Linked DNA regions of Mus musculus: all the other regions are linked to region 5. Evidence: chromatin contacts called from public HiCAR-type and promoter capture Hi-C data. All regions are on one chromosome and are shown on one strand. Each heading gives the region's core, a stretch centred on a gene start, on an enhancer-like site or on the middle of the called end of the contact. The rest is flanking DNA. Distances are from core to core; before and after follow the strand shown. Region 1 holds the start of Ulk1 (unc-51 like kinase 1). Region 2 overlaps Cmklr1 (chemokine-like receptor 1). Region 3 overlaps Chek2 (checkpoint kinase 2). Region 4 holds the start of Tmem119 (transmembrane protein 119). Region 5 holds the start of Crybb1 (crystallin, beta B1).

Region 1 (2,781 bases), core at 216-2,715, 1.4 Mb before region 5:
GAAGAAAGGGTCTTTGGCACCAGGGTACGCTGAACCCAAACAATGTAAACCAGGCAATCGCCAGAGATTCAACATTAGTGTTGATGGCCGCCTTCCTTCCCATGCAGGCAACATATAAGCTAGAGAGGTCCCCAGAACCTAGGAAAAGCCAGGAAAAACTTGGACCAGAGATGAGGTCTCCCTGGCCCTAAGTGGCCTCACAGTAGGACAAGCGTGAGACAAGGCATTCAGAACCCAGCTCCTTTCACCTAAACCAAATACTAATCTAAAGCCATCATCTGCCCTCAGGGGGGCTCCAGCCCCAGGCAACCTAGGTCCTGAAGCAACAGTGGATGGGACAAGGGCAAGAATAGATTTACCCCTCCCCCAAGCCCAACGCTGAGCCTTACCTGGAAGTCATACAGCGCCACGATGTTTTCGTGCTTTAGTTCCTAGGACACAAATCCAAGTTTCTCATGAGCAAGAAAAGAGCTGACCCACCCTCTCCCCCTCCCCCGAGGCGCTGGCTCACCTTCAGGATTTTGATTTCCTTTCCCAGCAGTGTTTGGGACTTGGCAAGGTTCTTCTTGTTAATGCATTTGACGGCCACCTCCAGGTCGTGCTTCTGAAAAGCCAAACGTGAACCTTCAGGGTTGAAAACAACCCCCCCTCCTGCTCCCCACCAAGCAGGGAACACAGAGATGGCTTAGGGTGGCTGTCCCAAGGGTCTTGGAATGGGAGGCTGCCAGAGGCAGACAGATAGTGAGTGTCTGTCAGCCGGCCTGGAATTTAAGTCCCAGGATGGAGTCCCAGGTTAGGTTCTCAGAACTGGTCTGACTTCGGGGCTAGGTAGGGAATCCTGTGCTGGCTGGCGTCTCCAGTTTTCTGGAGCTAGAGTAGCAGGTGGGTTTCCCGGGCTGGGGGGTCCTTAATTGGGTCCCTCTACGGATTACCGGAGGTAAGGTGTCCCTTGGGCTGGGAGTCCGGGATTGCGAGGCCTCCGCGGGAGCCTCACCCACCTCGCGGTGTCGACCCTTGAAGACCACCGCGAAGGCGCCGTGTCCAATCAGGTCCTTGCGAGAGAACTCGAACTTGCCCACGGTCTCGACGCCGCCGCGGCCCGGCTCCATAGCGCGCGCGGGCCGGGGGCGCGAGCCCGGGCTCGGGCCCCGGGGCGGCGCTACGGGGTGCGCTGGGCTCAGGCGGAGGCCGGCGGGCCGCGTACGCGGGGACGGAGGCGCGGGCTCATCGCCAGGGCCCCGTGCCCCATCGGGCAGGCCTGAGCCGGGTCCCAGTCCCACAGGCCGGCGGACGGAGGGGCGCGCTCCCTCGGCGTCCTCCTCGGTACCCTCCCGGCGCTGACAGTCGGGACCCGGTCCGACTCGGGACTCAGCTCTGACACACTCCAGCTCCAAGTCCGGGCCTGACTGACGATGCGGCTCGGAGCCCCGCAGGGAAACAAAAGATCCGCGGCACCCGGGCCTCGGAGCCCGAGGTGCCGGCGCAGCCGCACTGCGTGGAGGCGGGACGATGGGCGGGGCCTGCGGAGCTCAAGACCTCTTAGGCGGCGGAGCTGGCAATGGGCGGGTCCGAAATGAAGGACACCTCGTGGGTGGTAAGGCGGGGCGGGGCTTAGTTTGGGTGGTGCCTCGATGGGCCCAGCCCTATACTGGGCGGGACTTGAGAGAGGAGGCAGGATATGGGCGGGGCCGGAGCAGACTGGGCATGTCAATGTCAGAACTATCTCTGGTTGTGGCTCCTCGCTCTGCCCTAGGCATTTTTTTATTTACTTATTTTATTCATATGTATATGTGTGTGCCTACAGGAGTTTATATGCACCGTGTATGTGTATATAAACACGTGAAACATTCATATTAAACATGTATGTGTCGGGTCCTGGAATTGGAGTTTCAGGCAGTAATGAGCTGCCATGTGGAAACTGGTAACCAAACCAGGAGAGCAGTAGATGCTCTTAATAGCTGAGCCATCTCTCCAGCTCTGCCCTACGTACTTCCTACCACTTGTTTTGTTTTGTTTTGTTTTGTTTGTGCTTTCTTTTGGAGAAGTCGAGATAGGATTTCTTTGTGTATCCCTGCCTGTCCTGGAACTCACTCAGTAGAACTGGCTGGCTTCAGACTCAGAGATCTGCCTGCCTCTGCCTCCTGAGAACTGGGGATTGAAAGTTTTTTAACTGAGTCTTCTCACATTGTAGGCCCGACTGGTCTCGAACTTGCTTTGTCTCTTTGTAGATCGTGCTGACCTCAAACTCACAGATATCCCTCAGCCTCTTCCTCCTGAGTATTGGAATTAAAGGCAGGTGCCACCACATCCATTTTCTCTCTTTTATTACATTTGCTTATTCTGTATGTGGGGACGGAGACTTGAGAACATGGTCATGTGAAGGTCAGAGGAAAATGTAAAAGATGTTTCTGTCTACTTTGTGACTCTTAACATTAAATTCAGGTTGTCAAACTTGGCAACAAGGTCTTTTATCCTTGGAGCCATCTCACCGAAGGCATCAGTTTTCCTTCATTTATTATTTTACTTAACTTTTGTTGTTAGAGGGGAAGTTTGAGGCAGGGTTTCCTGTAGTCCAGGCTATCCCAGAGCTCATCACATAGAATAGCCGTGAGCTGCTGATTCTCCTGCAAATGCTGGGATTATTTATAGCATGGGCATTTGGTTTGCCTCAGGTGTTTTTCTTGCCTGTCTGGTCACATGGGAACTGCATGGGCATGTTGGAGCACTTGATGTATACAAACATTGTCATTTGGGGAGGGGTATATTGCCATGTTGACCCAA
Region 2 (2,700 bases), core at 52-2,551, 1.4 Mb after region 5:
CAGGCTCTGGGGAGGAGGGGTGGGGTCAGTCTGCCCCGCCACTGTCCACTCCATCGACACTGCTACCTCTTCCAAGGCAAAGCCCACACTTTGACCTGGGAGGGGTCTGGCCAAGGAAGTGGCCCCTTTGCCCTGCCTTGCCGCCAAACAGGGGACAAGATGCTGGCTGAGGACCAAAGAAAAGTCAGGTCATTGTCAGAGAGCTTTGGGGTGAAAGCCTGCCAACTCATGTTGGGGAAGAAGGGGGTCACCAGGCTCAGTGTCGAGAGCTTTAGCCTCATTTAATGGCAGTAAATCTGACCCAGGGCTGGTGGGTGCTGTTCGGCTGTCAGAGTGCTTGCCAGCTATGCACGAATCTCGGGATCCTATCTGCAACACCTCATAAACTAAACTTGGAAGTCTAAGCCTGTAATCTGTAATACCCTTGCCTTCTGGGGAAGGATCATGTTTCAAAAGAGAGTACATACACACAGAGAAAGAGAGAAAGAGAGAAAGAGAGAGAGACAGAGAGAGAAAGAGAGAGACAGAGAGAGAGAGCTCAAAACCTTATCTAGCTGTAACCTGACTTTCAGTTACTGTCATTCTGTGTCATAGGACCCCAGGCCCACATCTGCAGATTGGGTGTACTTAGGACCTCATGAACCTCACACACACAGAGCATTACATCGCCTGTCCCTTGCAAGAACTGAAGGTTATCTTAGGGCACAGGATTCAGTGTGTGAACGAGGAATGTCCCTGCAGGTCACCCCACCTTTGTAACAGGTCAGTGCAACACACACGTCCGTTGGCCTGTAGTTTGCAGAGAGGTACTTCAGGCTGGGTGAACAGTCCCCAGTCAGCAGAACTTCTAGTAAGACTCCTGTGTCACGGGGAGTTCTTCTCCATTTACTAACTGAACTTGAGTGGCCTGGTTCAGGCCCCTGGAGCCACCAGGAATGCACGGTCACCTCCCTGCCCCTGTAGTGCCCGCTTCCCCCTTTGACCTCAGCCGGTGCTTTCTCAGCATCCTTCCTAACTCCCAGCCAGCTGCCCCACCCTGAGCCTTCAGGATGCGGGGTGAGTTGCCCGGTGGGTGTGATGGGTTTATCCATTCATCTGTTTGCTTGAGCACTGCTTTGGTCCAGAAGCAGCTGGGAGGTCAAAGGAAAAGTTTGTATCGGAGGAACATAAATTACAAGTAAGAGTGAAAGGAGGAAGGGACCTGGAAGGAACAGACCTCGAGCCAAGGGCTGGCTGAGAAGGAAACAGACCAGACCAGACGATGCCGGAACTGCTCCCAGGCTCCTGGCAGGCGAGGAGGTGCCAGCTTCCAGGTCACATGATCCTGGCTCTGAACAGTCCAAACCACAGTGAGGCGGATTCCTGCTGGGCTACAGAGACAGGGTCCCTGGGGACCTAGCCACACCCAGCCTGGGGTATCTCAGGAGAGACTGGCCATGCGGAGTTGGTAACAGGGTTCCAAACAGCAGCTCAGCCAAGCATGTCCTCTGGGTGTACCAGGGAGGGTTAGCTGTTCAGTCCGGCGGGGGGAGGGGGATATATGTGGCTGAAAACCAAAAGAAATATCTAAACTATTCCCAAGGGACACTACTGAGTCCCTGCTCCGGTGTGGAACAGGCCTGGACCAACCCTGTGATCCCTACACTCCTTGTTTATTGATAAGGTTTACCATACAAACTCAACAAGGCTTGGGGCTCCATGTAGCATCCCTGCTTGCCACAGATAGTCCCGAGTTACACCTGTTATCCCTGTGCCCACACTGTATCCATCCTTCCTTCCCACAGTGCCCAGGTTGGGTCTCTAGCCTCAGTCTCCAGCCAAGTTCTCGTCCTGATGTTCCAGTGATAATCGAGGAACCTGGCCTTGCTGTGATCCACACTTGAAAGATAAGGAAACTAAGTCTCAGACAGCTGCTCACCGAGGCAGACACACACTGGTCAGGAGATGCCCGGGACCCTCATGGATGCTCTGTACAGAAATAACTCCCACTTGCCTGTATGTTCTAATTGTAATGACCTGACCATGGATCACAGGAGAGCAGATGACCTCTCTGACTCTTGTGACCAGGCTTGCAGGTGCCACCAAATCCCCACCCTTCCGAATCATAGCCACTTCTGGCTCTCATCTGTCTCAAGTGGGGTGAACTTCCTCTAGAAAGGTCACAAACTCTACACAGCCAGCTGAGATGTGGACAGGCCCAGTGCAACAGTAAAACACGGCCCCTCATCTCTAAAGCATCATGGTTCTCAGGACAGATGTTTGCAGAGCCAAAAGTGTACCCCCCCACACACACACACCTGGGCCAGGTGCCTGCACTGACCACTGTTCTCAAGGTTGGCCCACCCTTGGCTCCAGTCCTCTGTGTTTCAGACTGCCCTGTGGGGCCTGGTGGACCTGGAGACCATAGTCAGGAGGAGGCACCAGGGAGCTAAAACAGGTCTGGGGAAAGGGGTGGACAGGCAACACCATGGTAGGGACAGAAAGGTGGAGGGGCAGAAGAAGTAATGGAGAAAACTCAGAGGAAAGAAGAGAGATGGTAGAGGGAGAGGGACTAAGGGATAGGCTATAAGATCAGAGAAAAGAGTCAAGACTTAGAGACCTGGCAGGAGCAGCCTGAGCTCTGCTCTAGGGGGTTTGAGTCCCTGGCAATGGAGAAGCCCCTGTGCTGAGCAGAGGAGGAGCCCCTGGAAGCTTATCTAG
Region 3 (2,842 bases), core at 94-2,593, 1.4 Mb before region 5:
GAGTTTAATTCCCAGCAACCACATGGTGGCTCACAGCCATCTGTCATGGGAATCCAATGCCCTCTTCTGCTGTGTCTGAGGATAACGACAGTGTACACACAATAAATAAATAAATAAATCTTAAAAAATAAAAATAAAAAATAAAAGATTTAAAATCTGGGTTTCTTAGCTGAAGTCTATTTTACATAAATATGTAGTCTAGCGTCTGCTGTCTGAGCAGAGCCTGGTTTGTAACTCAGCCATTCTAAATGAAGTTTAACTGTATTTTTATTATTACTGTTGTACTCTAATGCTATCCTTGTTTATTTAAGGACACAGCTCCCAGTGTGGAAACTGAAATAGAAATTTTGAAGAAACTAAATCATGTAAGTATCATTGTCACTCGTCGTAACTTGTCTCAAAATATAGGAAGTATACGAAGTGTTGCTATAGGAGGCTAATTTGGGCTCCTTTGTATGTTTGTGAGAAGACACGTGGACCTGGCTCTTATTCACCTCTGACGAGTTTTACTTCAAAGTTTTAAGAATTCAATCCTGTGTAAAAGGCTTCATGACTTCATGATCTATTACTCGGTATTTTTATTGAGATCTTGAGAAAAACCTTATAAAGGTTAGTTATATTTGCAAAAGAAATGAAAGTCTTGTGAAGTTAGTTATATTTGAAATCTGGGTCCTTTTAAATACCTTTTCTTTGGAGTAAGTGGTATCTGACAGATAAGAAGCCCATTGTTGCATCTGATTCGTAGGCGTGGGGAGCCTTGTTGGAGATAAGTGGTCCTCACCTACTTTGTAAGGAAGACTCGATATCTGTGGCAGTCACAGGGCTGTAGCACAAGGGTCTGACACCGGCTTCTCTTTCCTGGTTCTCTCAGTCTCTTCATTAGTTTATGAGAACCCATAATGCACGCTTAGTAGGTGCTGGAGTTACTTCTTGCCAGAGTAACTAAGAATCCTCTTCTCTTTTAGCCTCCAGTTAGAAGATTTTCTTTTCTCTCTTCCACCTCCTCACTTTCCTCTAAGAGCTAGAAAGTTTATTTATTCTAGATTTCTGTGTTTGATACAATGTCTCCACAGCCTGTTTACAGCTCGGTGGACCCTCTCGCTAACTCTCCGCACTCCAGCGGCCATCCTTCCTGCTTGCCTGTTCCCGACCTCACACGTAGCAGCTTCTTCTCTTCCCCCTCCTTTCCTTCCCTCTCTCTTTGCTTCCGTTTCCCTTCTGCCTTTTCACCCCCTCCTCAATCCCCCTTCTTCCTTTTCTTTCTTTTTTGTTGTTAGGAGACAGCCCCTGTCTTGTTACCCTGGCAAGTCTGGGAATACTGGACTCACGTGACCCTTCTGTCTCCGCCTCTTGAGTGGAGTTTGTTTTTCTTCTTTTCGACAGGAACTGGCTGAATTGGCCAGGCTAGGCCCCGATTCCTGGCTCAAGCAATCTTCCTGCTGCAGCCCGCTATGGCCAGTTTTTTTTTGTTTTTTGTTCTTTACAAAAACCACATTACTGTTGGCAGAATGACTCGGAGGGTGAAGGAGCTTGCTGAGAAGCCTGGCCATCTGAGTTTGATTGCTAAGACTCACATGGAAGAAGGAGAGATCCAGTTCCCACAAGTTCTTTGACCTCCACACATACTCCATGGCATGCACAGATACAGGCAGGCAGGCAGGTAGACAGACAGACAGACATAATTAGACAAAGAACACCGCATACATTGCACTTACGTACCATCCCCCTAAATGTTTTATTGGTCATTTCGAGCCTTATTAAGGTGGAAGTCTCTCACCAGCACTCGGCAGTGTTTCCAAGTCCATGCCGGGAAGCTGTGGGTGCTCGCTGATGCAGGAAGATGGATGTACAAAGCGAAAGTTACAGGGACCCATGAAGAACACGGCAATGGAGTCTCACCTCTTACAATCTCAAACCTGAAAGAATTATAGGTTCTTTCTTTGAGTCTCCTGTGATCAGTCCTCCATGCTGGCTTCTGTATTCCTGCTAGATTCTCTGAGGTCTGTTTCTTACCTGCCACTGAGCTTGGCTGTCAGCTTTAAACACAAGTATGCTAAGTAGAAAATCGTAATGCTAAGTCTAGAGAATCTAACCCTGTTTTAACCTACCCACAGCACTGGGTGCCCTGCACAGATAGTAAACATATCATCCATGCTTCAAAGTCTTATACTGTGAGAGGATCTTATCATACAGGTTCCATTCTCCATGGCCCTAGTGCTGGAGCCGCAGGAATCAGGTATCTGGAAGTATAATTAGGCTTCCTTCCTCGCCTTCTTTGTTATTGAGACAGGGTCTCTTGTTGCCCAGGCTAGCCTTGAACTTGCTTTATAGCTGAGGCTGGCCTTGAATTCTTGCTTTTCCTTCCTTGCCTTCCCAAGTGCTGGAATTACAAAACAGCTTTTTGGGTCTCTCATCTTGTGTCCTGTTGAGAAAAAGGGCTTTGCTCCTATGCTGGGATTGAACTTCAGATTGCAGGTCTGCTGAGAAAATATCCCACCTGCCACCCGCCACCCGCCACCCGAGCACCCAGCTCCTGCTGCTTTTCCTCTTGTCAGGTTCCTGTTTTGACAAATGAGGAGGAAGTCTGGGAAAACCTGCTGTCATGCCTAGGCGGGGCTCCTATGCAGACACGAATTATTCCTTACTGACTCTGTATGATGGTGTGTTTCTTGTGTGAGTTCTCTGTGAGGAGTCAGCCACCTTCCATTCTGCCAGTCTCCTGTGCTTGACTCAACAGCATCCCCAGACAATAGGTTTCCTGTCTGGAGTTTTCTCACTTCTCCTTTCTTCTCTCCCATAGCCATGCATCATCAAGATTAAAGATGTTTTTGATGCGGAAGAT
Region 4 (2,700 bases), core at 79-2,578, 1.5 Mb after region 5:
GTGTAGACCGCAATGGGGATCCAAGAAAGCATTGACCTCTCTGTGGCACTTGCAATCAGCCAAAGGGGTGCAGAAGAAGAAGCAGAAACCATTCCTGTCTCTGAAGAACAAGACCCCCTACTCTCAGAACTTCACCCCCCCCCCCAGTCTCTCCTTGCTCCCAGAGAAAGGTAGCAGGTGACTAAACAAGAGGACTCAGGTCTGCATGGAGATGGTCATGGGACCCTTAAATTCTCCAAGCCTCAGTTTCCCCTCTGGGGAACAGAAGAACTGACCTGAACAGGTCTGAAATGATTGCTGATGTGCCAGACGTCCTTTGCCTGCCTGCTCCTATACAAGCACTCAGGATTCGCACCAGAGGGAACTCAGTCAGACTGTAAACAGCCTGCCCAACAGAGAGAGCCCCTGATGGAGAGGTGGCTCAGAACAGCTCGACTATACCCTCCCAAAGGGTTGGGCATGTCAACCCTTTGAGCTCCAGTTTCCACATCTGCGCAATGGGGACAGGTCACAGCAGTGCCTAGCATGTAATAAATGTTAGCAAGTGGATGCACTTGTCCAGTATGCTCTCCCTGCTAGACCCTCTGTCTTAAGAGCTTCTGTTTTAAATTGAGATGTCCATGAATATGCAGATGAGGCGAATCCACCCCGAAGGAAGGACTGGGTACCCAAGGACCTGAGACAGCTAACCCAGAGCCTCTGTTCTACCAGCCCTCACTCAGAAACGGATGGCCAGTGATGGAGAGGCAGGCCACAGAAACCTGGCTTCAATTAGGAGACTGGGGGGGGGGGGGCTGTGGCTGAAACATTGTATGCCTAGCCTATTCCCTCAGGGCCTGCCTGCAAGGACAGGGTCCTGGTCCCTCAAGAAGAGGCTTGGAAGGAGCCTGAGGTCTCAGAGTCTACACATAAGCTCACACACACACACACACACACACACACACACACACAAGTATTCCAAGTGGTGCATCAGACATCCCAAACACAGCCTACCGCAACACACGGGACAATACAAGTTTACACCAGCAGCACACTGGCCCTGGAAACGTCGCCCTGGCACCCTCTCTACATCCCAACTACACGCGTGCCGCCTTCATCCATGCTCACACATCTAATCACATATCTAATCACATGGGTGCTCACGGCCTCAAACACACACACAGATTGCACGCACACTTAGGGATTCTGCGGAGTTCTCCAAGAGTCCCCAGCAGCAGGAGGCAGAGACTTACCAGCTCTGGGTGAAGGACCGGGTGCAGCTGCCAGGTAGGCAAGCCAGGCCCGCTAGACGGTCTGACTGTCTGCCTGCCGTCTGCCGCCAGCTGCTCTGGCTGGTGCCTGCCCGCCTCGGCCTCCAGGCCCTCCCCTTTCCTCCTCCCTGCTGGGCTGGAGGGCCAGCTTGATTTCATTAAGAGGGCTTGGGGTGGGGACAGTGTGGGGCGGGACTATGCCGGGCCACCCACAGTCCCACCCTCTTCACACTCCAAGCTTGCTTCTTCTTGACCTCAGGTCCCCTGGGCAGGCTCAGACAGACTGACAGACAGAGGGGCTTCCAGGAGAACGTTCCCAGAACTCTGAGCTGAGGTCCGTCCCATCCCCCACACTCCCTGAAGGATGAGGTCAGGAAGATCTGGGGCCCCTGGAAGTGGGAAGGAAAAAATCTCCGTGGCGTGGCCCAATCCAGCTGTGACTCAGGATTTCCAAGCTTAGGGTGCAGAGTGGGAGTGGGGGTGTCTCAGGGAAACCTGGGGATGCTGAGATCAGGCACTGCCCGGGCCCTTCCTCCCCTGGCCTCAGTTTCTCCATTCTTAGGGGGTCAGGGTACTCCCTGAGGTACTGACATCCTGAACTCTGAGACCTCACTAAGCCCTAGTAGGGCAGTTTGAGCAGAAGCTATGAGCCCATTCCACAGAAGTGGAGAGGGGGTGGGGAGTTCAAATACCCTGAAGCACCATAGGTAACTGATCCATGGGACCTGGCACTCACTCATTCATTCATCCACTCACTCATTCATCCAGTCATTCACTCACTCATTCATTCATTCACTCACTCATCCACTCATTCATTCATTCACTCATCCACTCACTCATCTACTCACTCATTCATCCACTCACTCATTCACTCACTCATTCATTCATTCACTCACTCATCCTCTCATTCATTCACTCACTCATTCATTCATTCACTCACTCGTCCTCTTATTTATTCACTCACTCACTCATCCACTCATTCATTCATTCACTCACTCATCCACTCACTCATTCATTCACTCACTCATCCACTCACTCACTCATCCACTCATTCATTCATTTACTCATCCACTCACTCATCTACTCACTCACTCATCCACTCATTCATTCACTCACTCATTCACTCATTCATTCATTCACTCACTCATCCTCTCATTCATTCACTCACTCATTCATTCATTCACTCACTCATCCTCTCATTCATTCACTCACTCACTCATCCACTCACTCGTCCTCTCATTCATTCACTCACTCATTCACTCACTCACTCATTCATTCATTCACTCACTCATCCACTCACTCATTAATTCACTCACTCATCCACTCACTCACTCATCCACTCATTCATTCATTCACTCACTCATTCACTTGTTTGTTTCAGTAAATGGCTGACACACCCTGACACTGAAGATCAGACAGAGCTGAGCAGGACCCAGCCAGTCAAGACACA
Region 5 (2,796 bases), core at 72-2,571:
CCAGCAGGGAGAGGGCTCATGGGTAGAGGGACAGGGCCATCACTGGTCCTAGGCCAGGGTGACCACAAAGTAGAGATAGGCCCCACAGGGGGTCCTGGGTTCCCCAGAGAAGGGTTTCTCAGATGGCTGCACTCCTACTGGGGTTGGCGACACAGAATGCAGGTGGCCTGGCCTGGCCAGATTCCAGCTCCACTCCACTTGGGGTTCACACTGTGGAACAAGGTTGAAGCTTCCTGTTCTGTGTGGGTTTCAGTTTCTCTGGGGAAATGGTGGGTCATCTGGCGTTCACTTGTCCACTAAGATGCTTGGCGGTCCTGGCTGTTCTGTTTTCTCCTTTGCCCTGGGCTCTCTCCTCCCTGTCCGTTTATCGACTCCTCCCTTCATCTTCTGAAAAACCTTTCTCTCTATCACCCCCTCCCTTTGCATCTCAGATGTCCCTACCCTCTCCAGTAGACTATCAGGAACCTGCCAGGGTCCAGGTCCTGGGTGAAATGCTGGCCCTTGGCCCGGTCAGGTACAGTGGGATGTGAGGCTGCCCAGAGTCTCCGTGTTCCTGACCCTGGGCAGCATCCCCTGCTGTCAGACAGTGGGAGCTGATGGGCAGTTAAGAAGGACCCAAGCCTTGAATGCTAAGCCCTTGAGCCTGAGACCCAGCCCTACCCCACCACCCTAGAACAGGGAATTCAGGCAAGCCTCAGTCAGGGCCAAGGCTGGATAGCCAGAGCCTTCCTGCTTGCCATGGTCAGTACTGGCCTCTGCACCCAGCCTTCCTCATCCAAGAAATGGGTGCAGCAAGGATCTGGATAGGGCAGGTGTGCTGCAAAGCCCCAGAGGCTGCAAACACACAGAAGCACTCAGGACCGGGCCTGTGGACTGAAAACCCGTTTCTTGCCCTTATAAAACATGTTCAATGTTGTCTTCAGTTCTGGGCAGCATCCACAGGGAGAATTGTCAACTGTACCTGTAAACTGAGACCCCCTAGAGGTAGAGAAGCCATACGGTGGGTGAAGCAGCCTGACTGAGGCCGGTTTCTATCCCAGGTCACCTCCTCCCCCATCCCCCTTCCCTAGTCTAGGCTGGCAGCCAGCAAGGCCCTGGGCCTGTCTCCAGCCAGGGAAATAGAGAGAGCAGTCAGAGCAGGGTTAGGGCCAGGGTTTCTCTGTGTTCCAGGCCAACAATAGAAAATGCTAGCCTGGGCAGTAATGGGGCAGAGCCGGCCATGGGCCCCATCCAGGTTTGCTGACCCAGCTGCCTCTTTGTGCTACACTATAGACCCTGATGTCTGCCAGGCTATAAAATGGGGGGTTGGCCCTGAGGCACTCACAGCACCCGCCTGTCCACCAATACAGGTAAGAGGGGACTGCCACACCACCAGAGAACTGAGAGGAGGACAGAAACAGAGGTGGGGCAGCTGACGAAGACAGAGCCAGGCTGAAAGCCAAACCCAGAAAGGTTGCTGGTGCATACTTGTCTAGTTAGCACTCTGGAGACTGGGGCAGGAAGATTGCTGAGAGTTGGAGGCTAGCCTGGGCTACAGGGAGGTAGAGAGGAAAGCAATGGTCCTCACCAAGAGAGGGAGGGAGACGGACACATGGCTGGGAAAGGAGCACAGCCTCTGGGAAGAGTTTCCCAGAATAGAGACAGGTTGAGGGTGGCTGAAACCCCCAGATGTGGTCCAGATGTGTGGGTAGCCGAGCATCCAGTCTTCCTGAGGAAGCCTGGGAGGAGTGTGCTCATCCCAGCTAGAGAGAGGATGTTGGGAACCCACCTGGACCCAGGGAACTTGCTCTGGGCCCCAAGAGTTCCAGTAGCTTGTAAATTATCAGCACAGTCTTGGTGGATTTCCTCCAGGAGACAGTGCAGTCAGGCATGACCCATACCCAGAAGTCTGTGCTCCTTGAGGTAGCATTGGAGCTGACCAGAGTCCTCTCCACCCAACGCCCACAGGCACAGCTCCGGCGTGGAGCAATGGAAACACCCTACTCCCTCTCCTTGTGCCTTCCAACCCCGAGTGCCAGGCTGCTATTTTGCACACCCACATCTGCCCTCGGAGGACGCCAGGGGCGGAGGGCTGGGAGAGGTTCAGGACACGCACACACTGGCATTCGCTCTCTGAACAGATGTTGCCTGAGAAGCTCCTGTGCACCTGGCATGGAGACAAGTGCTAAGGAGGCAGACAGGCGAGCTTACAAGGCTACATCTAGTAACCCAGGTGCCTGTCCATCTGCTGCCTCAGATGGGAGCTGACTGCTGTGTGGGGCTGCAGGGCACCTTCCCTCCAGCTAGACTCTAGAGGGATATCCCAATCCCAGCTAGTCCCACCATTAAGGTCAAGATGTGAGGCGTTCAGTACTGTGCCCAATGGTGCCGAGGGGGAACCATCACTGGTGAGCAAAGCCATGCTATACACACATGTGGTGGTGAACTAACCAAGCACGAGAGCACAGGAAGGGAGGAACAGGGTGTGAGGCTAGAGGGCAGGAGGCAGTGCAGGGAAGGGACAGCATCCAGGAAGAGACTGGCTGTCCTAGAGCAGGGTGGAACCCAGAGCTTCAGCCCTGTCTCCCAGGAAGAGCTGATGGCTGTGGGGGAGTCCATAGACATGGCTGAGAAGCACATGGGTAGGGGGCAGCTTGGAAGCAACACCCCAAAATCACTCACCCCAAGGACTATTTTTCTTTTTCTTTTTTTTTTTTGCGGGGAGGTGGTCAAGGGTTCAAGACAGGGTTTCTCTGTGTAGTCCTGGCTGTCCTGGAACTCACTCTGTAGACCAGGCTGGCCTCGAACTCAGAAATC

Evidence for each region. Promoter capture Hi-C pulls out the DNA fragments that hold promoters and counts their contacts. HiCAR-type assays count read pairs that join an accessible place to other places.
Region 1: a promoter capture Hi-C map of the SN4741 cell line shows a contact between it and region 5, with 2.6 times the contacts expected there. The contact joins the promoter of Ulk1 here to the promoter of Crybb1 in region 5. A contact is called at or near these places in 3 of 39 promoter capture datasets (the SN4741 cell line, hippocampal neurons and maxillary cranial neural crest).
Region 2: a promoter capture Hi-C map of liver shows a contact between it and region 5, with 2.2 times the contacts expected there. The contact joins the enhancer-like site here to the promoter of Crybb1 in region 5. A contact is called at or near these places in 2 of 39 promoter capture datasets (the 3T3-L1 cell line and liver).
Region 3: a contact with region 5 is called in a HiCAR-type map of astrocytes, with 4 times the contacts expected there. The contact joins the enhancer-like site here to the promoter of Crybb1 in region 5. A contact is called at or near these places in 5 of 39 promoter capture datasets (the 3T3-L1 cell line, the SN4741 cell line, hippocampal neurons and 2 more), 1 of 115 datasets of contacts at active chromatin or transcription factors (astrocytes) and 2 of 9 other capture datasets (adipose tissue and liver).
Region 4: a promoter capture Hi-C map of 3T3-L1-derived adipocytes shows a contact between it and region 5, with 3 times the contacts expected there. The contact joins the promoter of Tmem119 here to the promoter of Crybb1 in region 5. A contact is called at or near these places in 5 of 39 promoter capture datasets (the 3T3-L1 cell line, 3T3-L1-derived adipocytes, the C10 cell line and 2 more).

The regions. Positions count from the first base shown.
Region 1 is chr5:110,808,616-110,811,396 of GRCm38.p6, forward strand. Ulk1 (unc-51 like kinase 1) reads right to left here and starts at 1,466. Exons shown (of 28, transcript NM_009469.3): 1 at 999-1,466; 2 at 512-604; 3 at 390-431. The coding sequence starts at 1,109.
Region 2 is chr5:113,633,165-113,635,864 of GRCm38.p6, forward strand. The region is part of intron 1 of Cmklr1 (chemokine-like receptor 1); the gene reads right to left. Among named protein-coding and RNA genes, the nearest start is that of Gm15736, 9.7 kb to the right of the region's middle. Within about 2 kb of position 1,302, at least 74 of the 459 cell types and tissues checked have an H3K27ac peak or open chromatin away from gene starts, as enhancers often do.
Region 3 is chr5:110,858,063-110,860,904 of GRCm38.p6, forward strand. Chek2 (checkpoint kinase 2) reads left to right here. Exons shown (of 15, transcript NM_016681.4): 7 at 312-365; 8 at 2,801-2,842. Among named protein-coding and RNA genes, the nearest start is that of Chek2, 20 kb to the left of the region's middle. Within about 2 kb of position 1,344, at least 89 of the 459 cell types and tissues checked have an H3K27ac peak or open chromatin away from gene starts, as enhancers often do. A contact at or near this core is called in adipose tissue, astrocytes and liver, where this site is marked.
Region 4 is chr5:113,799,068-113,801,767 of GRCm38.p6, forward strand. It overlaps Tmem119 (transmembrane protein 119), which reads right to left and starts at 1,329. Exons shown (of 2, transcript NM_146162.3): 1 at 1,233-1,329. Gm42004 (a long non-coding RNA gene) reads left to right here and starts at 1,499. Exons shown (of 5, transcript XR_878692.2): 1 at 1,499-1,584.
Region 5 is chr5:112,254,499-112,257,294 of GRCm38.p6, forward strand. Crybb1 (crystallin, beta B1) reads left to right here and starts at 1,322. Exons shown (of 6, transcript NM_023695.3): 1 at 1,322-1,349. It also overlaps a transcript of Cryba4 not described here.